2 separate regions of the Sus scrofa genome follow, and region 2 is linked to region 1. The links are chromatin contacts, called in public Hi-C maps. All regions are on one chromosome and are shown on one strand. Each heading gives the region's core, a stretch centred on a gene start, on an enhancer-like site or on the middle of the called end of the contact. The rest is flanking DNA. Distances are from core to core; before and after follow the strand shown. Region 1 has its middle 14 kb from the start of ITGB3. Region 2 overlaps MAPT (microtubule-associated protein tau).

The links. Hi-C and Micro-C count contacts between places; a contact is called where the count stands out from the background.
Region 2: a contact with region 1 is called in a Hi-C map of liver, with 2.8 times the contacts expected there. The contact joins two enhancer-like sites. A contact is called at or near these places in 2 of 47 Hi-C or Micro-C datasets (embryonic fibroblasts and liver).

What each region holds. Positions count from the first base shown.
Region 1 is chr12:16,765,254-16,768,155 of Sscrofa11.1, forward strand. No RefSeq gene overlaps it. Among named protein-coding and RNA genes, the nearest start is that of ITGB3, 14 kb to the left of the region's middle. Within about 2 kb of position 1,393, at least 4 of the 83 cell types and tissues checked have an H3K27ac peak or open chromatin away from gene starts, as enhancers often do. A contact at or near this core is called in liver, where this site is marked.
Region 2 is chr12:17,107,208-17,110,109 of Sscrofa11.1, forward strand. It overlaps MAPT (microtubule-associated protein tau), which reads right to left. Exons shown (of 11, transcript XM_021066819.1): 9 at 1,473-1,554. Among named protein-coding and RNA genes, the nearest start is that of MAPT, 100 kb to the right of the region's middle. Within about 2 kb of position 1,429, at least 15 of the 83 cell types and tissues checked have an H3K27ac peak or open chromatin away from gene starts, as enhancers often do. A contact at or near this core is called in liver, where this site is marked.

The DNA.
Region 1 (2,902 bases), core at 143-2,642:
ATCCCTGGCCTTGCTCAGTGGGTTAAGGATCCAGCATTGCCATGAGCTGTAGTGTATGTTGCAGACTCGGCTCGGATCCTGTGTTGCTGTGCCTCTGGCGTAGGCTGACAACCACAGTTCCGATTCGACCCCTAGCCTGGGAACCTCCATATGCCGAGGAAGTGGCCCAAGAAATGGCAAAAAAAAAAAAAAAAAAAAGAAAGATAAACTAATTATTGCATATAAAGTGATTACTATATAAGTTTTAATCTTAAAATATTCATTTTCTAAATAAAGGGGCAGGCTGGGGGGCGGAAGAAAAGAATGGAGGCTGAGGCAGCATGCAACGTGGGTCTGATTCCTGAGGCTTCTGCTCACTCAACAAGTGTCCTTGCGGGAGTTATTTAGCCTCCCTCAGCCTCCGTTTCCTCACCTGTAGAGTGGAGGTAACTGCACCTTCCCTTTGAGGAGTCGCTGGGAAGGGCAAGTGTGCAATGCTCAGGAAGTGCTCGGAAAGCATTAGCACAGAGGAATTCTGCAGTACAGGGAGTTGCTATTATGATAAGCATTAGTTCCCTCCATTTGTTTCCTGGTATTTCTATTATTCAGTGTTTCCCAAAAGAATAATTGTCCTTTCATTTTCCTTCTTTTCCTAGAGCTGTACGTACGCTCTGCCTAGAATACCCTTCTCCCCTACAGAGTTAATATTTGAGTCCTCACTATGCTACAGATCTTGTTTTAAGTGCTTTACATGGACGAACTCATTTGATCCTTGTAATAACCAAATGAGGCCAATACTATGATCCCCATTTTACAGATTAGGCAACTGAGGCTTTGAAAGGGTGAAAAACTTGCCCTAGGTCACACAGCTCAGGAGTGTAGACCTATCCCGACCCTGAGACTGCACTCTTTTCTTCAAAATTTTTTAATTACTCAATGAACTGTATTACATTTATAGGAAGGAGACTGCACTCTTACCCTCGACCCCCTTCCATGAGCATACCAAGGTTGCCCCACCCCCACAGTTTCACTACCAGTCCCTCCTCCAAAGAACCTTCTTTCACCTGCTGACTGGAAATACTCCTGCTTTTCCCTTTAAAGATCCCCTCTTCTTTGCTTGTATCTGTCTTACAGCCTTTGCCTTCCGCTTGATATTTTTTTCTCTGTGCACAACGTATGTCTCAGCTCACCTATCAGTCCTGATATACAAGGATCAGGTCCTATTCAATTCTAGAAACCCCCCAAGGCCTGGAAAAATGCCAGCTACCAGGATAAGAAACTAGATACTGGCAAAATGTCACAAATTCTAAATCAAAACAAAAACTTGCAGCACCAGCAATAAAATGCATTAAGTAAATGATTGTGAAACTAACCACACAAGAGCTCTCTCCACATTTCAACTAGTAACCAAGCTTTTAAACGCTAGAACTTTGACCTCTGGTTTCTCCTTAACATGTAGGACACATAAGGGCAGCACTGAGAACTCAAGGCGGGCAGGCTGCAATGGGAGAAGAAGTAGGGTTAAGGTGGTCATTTTTAAAATTTCCTTTGAAGCCCATGGACTGGGAAGCTGCAGGATCCCTGAGACCAGCACTGCCACATGCTGTTTCAAGTGCTCAGGTGCCCAAACCAAAGTCTCACTCCACAAAGACAAACTGAGACACTCAGGACACCCTCCTGTCCTTACACTGACCATGCATCTTGGATATGAAATGACGCCTCAGTCCCTAATAACTAACATCCTAGGAGGTTTGTGTAAATACAAAAGAATGACGTTTTGTTTTGCATCTTTTTTTTTTTTTTTTTTTTTTTTAGGGCCAAACCCGCTGCATATGGAGGTTCCCAGGCCAGGGGTCCAATCGGAGCTACAGCTGCTGGCAGATGCCAGAGCCACAGCAACACAGGATCCAAGCTGCGTCTGCAACCTACACCACAGTTCACGGCAATGCTGGATCCCTAACCCAGTAAGCAAGGCCAGGAATCAAACCCGAAACCTCATGGTTCCTAGTCGGATTCATTTCTGCTTCGCCGCGATGGGAACTCCAAGAATAACATTTTTTTAGAAAGTATACATGCCTTCTTGGGTATGCCCAACAATTTGAGATGTGAATCATCTCCATCTGACAGTGGGCTCTGTTCTAAGAAAAATAAAACCGGTGGGAGAGCGGGCATGTAAGTGCTGACTATCAAGAATATTCACATCCACAGGAACCCAATCATCTGAGGGAAGGAAGCCCAGTGGAGACCATTGGAGCCTGATAGGGGAAGGGACCAGAGGGATACAAGCTGGGGGCTCCACTTGGGGGGGAGGGGTGTGCCCACCAGGGTCCAGCAGAGTCCAGAGGAAGGCTCAGAGGGGCTTGGTAGGAATGCTGATTCGGCTACAAGCAAGGCCGAAGAAGATGTGAAAATAAAAGGTGGAACTGCCTTTCTTTCTAAACCTAAGTGTGACTCAAGGAATGGCTGGGAGACGGGGGAAGTGAAGAGGGTCCTGGGGGAAGGGGATTCGCTATCTTAGAGCTCGAAGTAGCCCGGAGGAAGGCTGGACACAGCAGATGCAATGTCAAAACATTCAGAGGAAAGATAAACAGAATCCCACAAAGGCTATCAAGCAGCAGTTCTTAGCCTTTTTTGGGTGTCTGACCCCTTTGAAAATATGATGAAAAGTATAAAAATTCTCTTCTTGGAAAAAGAGCATAAATGTGCTCATGAGGATATTTTTTTGTTTCTTTCTTTCTTTTTTGGCCGCTGCACCGCCTATGGATTTCCTGGGCCAGGGGTCAGATCAGAGCCACAGTTGTGACCTAAGCCTCAACTACTGCAATGCCAGATCCCTAACACACTGTGCTGGGCCAAGGATCAAACCCGAGTCCCGGCTCTCCCAAGACACCACCAATCCCATTGTGCCACAACAGGAACTCCT
Region 2 (2,902 bases), core at 179-2,678, 340 kb after region 1:
TTAGGGAGAGAGGACTCGCCTTTATTTAGAGCATAGTGTGGGAGCAGGTAGGTCCTTCCAAGGGGCTTGAAAAGTTTGCTTCATCTCTCTAATCAGGGAGGACATCGAATATTTACTCAGCAAACTTCCTCTTTAGATAACACAAAGATAAACGACAACTCAGTTCATGAGAAATTATTCTAAGTTCTAAACTGGTTGACTTCCAAAGAGTCAAGTCTTTCTTAGGCCAACACCCTGCAAGCTACAAGAAGACCTCAGAATTAAACTCAATGGCAAAGTGTACCCTTAATGAGGAAGGACCCTGACCCTTTGGCGCTCCTCAGACACCCCATACAAGGCCCAAGGATGGGCAGCATGGCCTGAGGAATACACTCCTTTCTTGGGAAGGATAAAGCTGCTCAGGAAAGCTGCTCCACAGTGTGGCAGGATGGTGGCCCCAGAAGAAGGGACAGCTTTCTCTGGGGAAGACTAAAGGGAGACAGAAAGTAATGGACACATTCTCAACTATGTTTTTCTTCCCCCCTTTTAGAGCCGCACCTGCAGCATATGGAAGTTCCCAGGCTACAGGTCAAATCAGAGCTGCAGCTGTTGGCCTACGCCACAGCCAAGCCAGATCCGAGCTGTGTCTGCAATTTACACTGCAGCTTGCAGCAATGCCAGATCCTTAACCCACTGAGCAAGGCTAGGGGTCAAACCTGCATACTGAAGGACACTATGTTGGGTTCTTAACCTGCTGAGCCACAATGGCAACTCCTAGACTATGCTTCTGATGGCCCTCTCTAACTGCAGTAATGGGTCATGTAAAGATCTCGGCCCTGAAGAGGGCCTAAGGCTGTAGACCCTACTCTGCGCTCCCAGGCAGAAGTTAGAATCTAGATCCCTTCTCTCCCAGATGGTAGCCAGCAACCACCTGTAGCCACCGAAATTTTAATAAAATTCGTTCAGTTCAACTGCACCAGCCACAATGCAAATGCTCAGCAGCCACATGTGGCTAGTGGCCACCAAACACAACAGCACAGCTGGGACGTTTCCTTTGTTGCAGAAAGAGCCGTGGAAAGCACTGATTTCTATACCGGGCGGGGTAAACACGGGGAGTTCCAGTAGTAGCATTTTCTGTTGAAACAAAATCACGAGGGCACCGGCAAGGACCCCAGGGTCCCGTGTTGGAGCTGGTGCAGTTGGTGAAGTGACCCTCACATCGACTGCGGACCAAATCGGGACCCAGCCAGCCAGGCCTTGGGGACCAGGTCAGGCCCTTCCCCGAGGCCCCTTGTGCAGCCCGTGTGGAGAACCGTGGGTAAGGGTTTAGACCAGCATCTGCCACACCGCCCTCCTCACCTTGCCTCAGGCAGCCCGGTACACAGCGACTTCTCCCAGGCCAGGGCCAGTCCCGCCGCAACCCTTCCCAGCCACTTCCGGAGCAGGCCCCGCCCCGTCCTGCCCCACCCCACCCGGCCTTCTACTAGAGCTACCTGGCTTATGGTGGATGTTGCCTAACGAGCCACACTTGGAGGTCACCTTGCTCAGATCCACTGGTTTGTAGACTATTTGCACCTGGAGGTGAGAGAGGCGGAGAGAGAAGATAAAACAGAATTATTTTATTAGGAGTGTAACACAATGAAGAGCACTGTGCAAGCCCAGGTCCTGCTGGGGCAGCGTTTCCTGGCAGCCACGAGAAACACCGCTGTCATCGTGGTGGGGAAATGTGTTGTTGGAATTCTGCCAACCCTGCCCGGGGGGCCAAGTCTCCACAGAATAACTGGCGTGCTTTTCAATCCCATAGAACTGGGACCCTTAGGGAAAAGCGGATTCTTGACCATTGTGCAGGGCCCATGCCATGGATTTAGCTGACGTTTGCATGTAAAAAAATCATTATCTTCCCCGAAATGAAATCGACAGCTCACACTCAGTGGGGACGGAGAGAAAAGGGATCAATATGATCCGTTTGTGCAGCATTTACAAAACCTCACTGGAGAAGCAAAACAGCCATGTCTGTTGGGCCTCTGAGAGCAGAGGGCGATGTGGGGCTGTTGGGGGTCCCTTCTCCCAGGAGAAGCTGCACAAACCCCAGCACTCCCACAGCACAGAAATGGCAGTCAGCGAGCAGGACCCAGAGCGGTTCAGCGAGCCAGCTGCCACCAGGAGAACACAGTGTCCTGGACATTTTGGTTCTTCACCGAAAGGAGCAAACCGACACCAGCAGCACAGCCAAGAGGCAGAGCAGAGAACACAGGTTGAGTGTCTCAGGGAGGTTCAGCAGACCCACGTAGGAGAGGCCTATGGGCTGTGGGCTCAGAGCCAGCCTGAGGGTCCAGCATGTGGCCCAGCCACACAGCCCACCCTCCAGAGGGGAATCATGGCCACCCACTGTTCTCAGGGCCCCCCCACAGGGACCCAGCATCAGTGGATAGGTCTCCCAGAGGACGTCTCTACAGAGCCATGGCTGTGAGGAGTCCCTGGTGGTCACTGAGTGCCACCAGAGCAACCTAGTGTGAGGTCACCTGAGGATACAGGAGGCCAATCACCATGGAGCCAGTTGGCTCCTGCTCCCTGCCCTGGAGTAACCCAGGAGAGAGATGGCCTTGTGCCGGAGAATGGGTTTAACAAGGATACCAGAAAATAAGCAGGGGTTTTTACTTAAGTCTAAACCATCTGGAAGGGTCCCCAATTACATTAGTTAATCAAAATCATGTTGGCACTTGCTGATTACTGATGAGTGTTGATTGAGGCTCACAGGTGGATGTGGTTGGTGCGTGAAGGGAGGTGTGAGGAGCCTGCCCCTGTGGGACAGGATGGGTTAATGAGGGAATCTGAGGACAGGTCTGGGAGCGTGTGTGCTCTGGGGTGGGGTGCTGGAGGAGGTGGGGGGCTATAGGACACCCCCACACACACACACAACTCA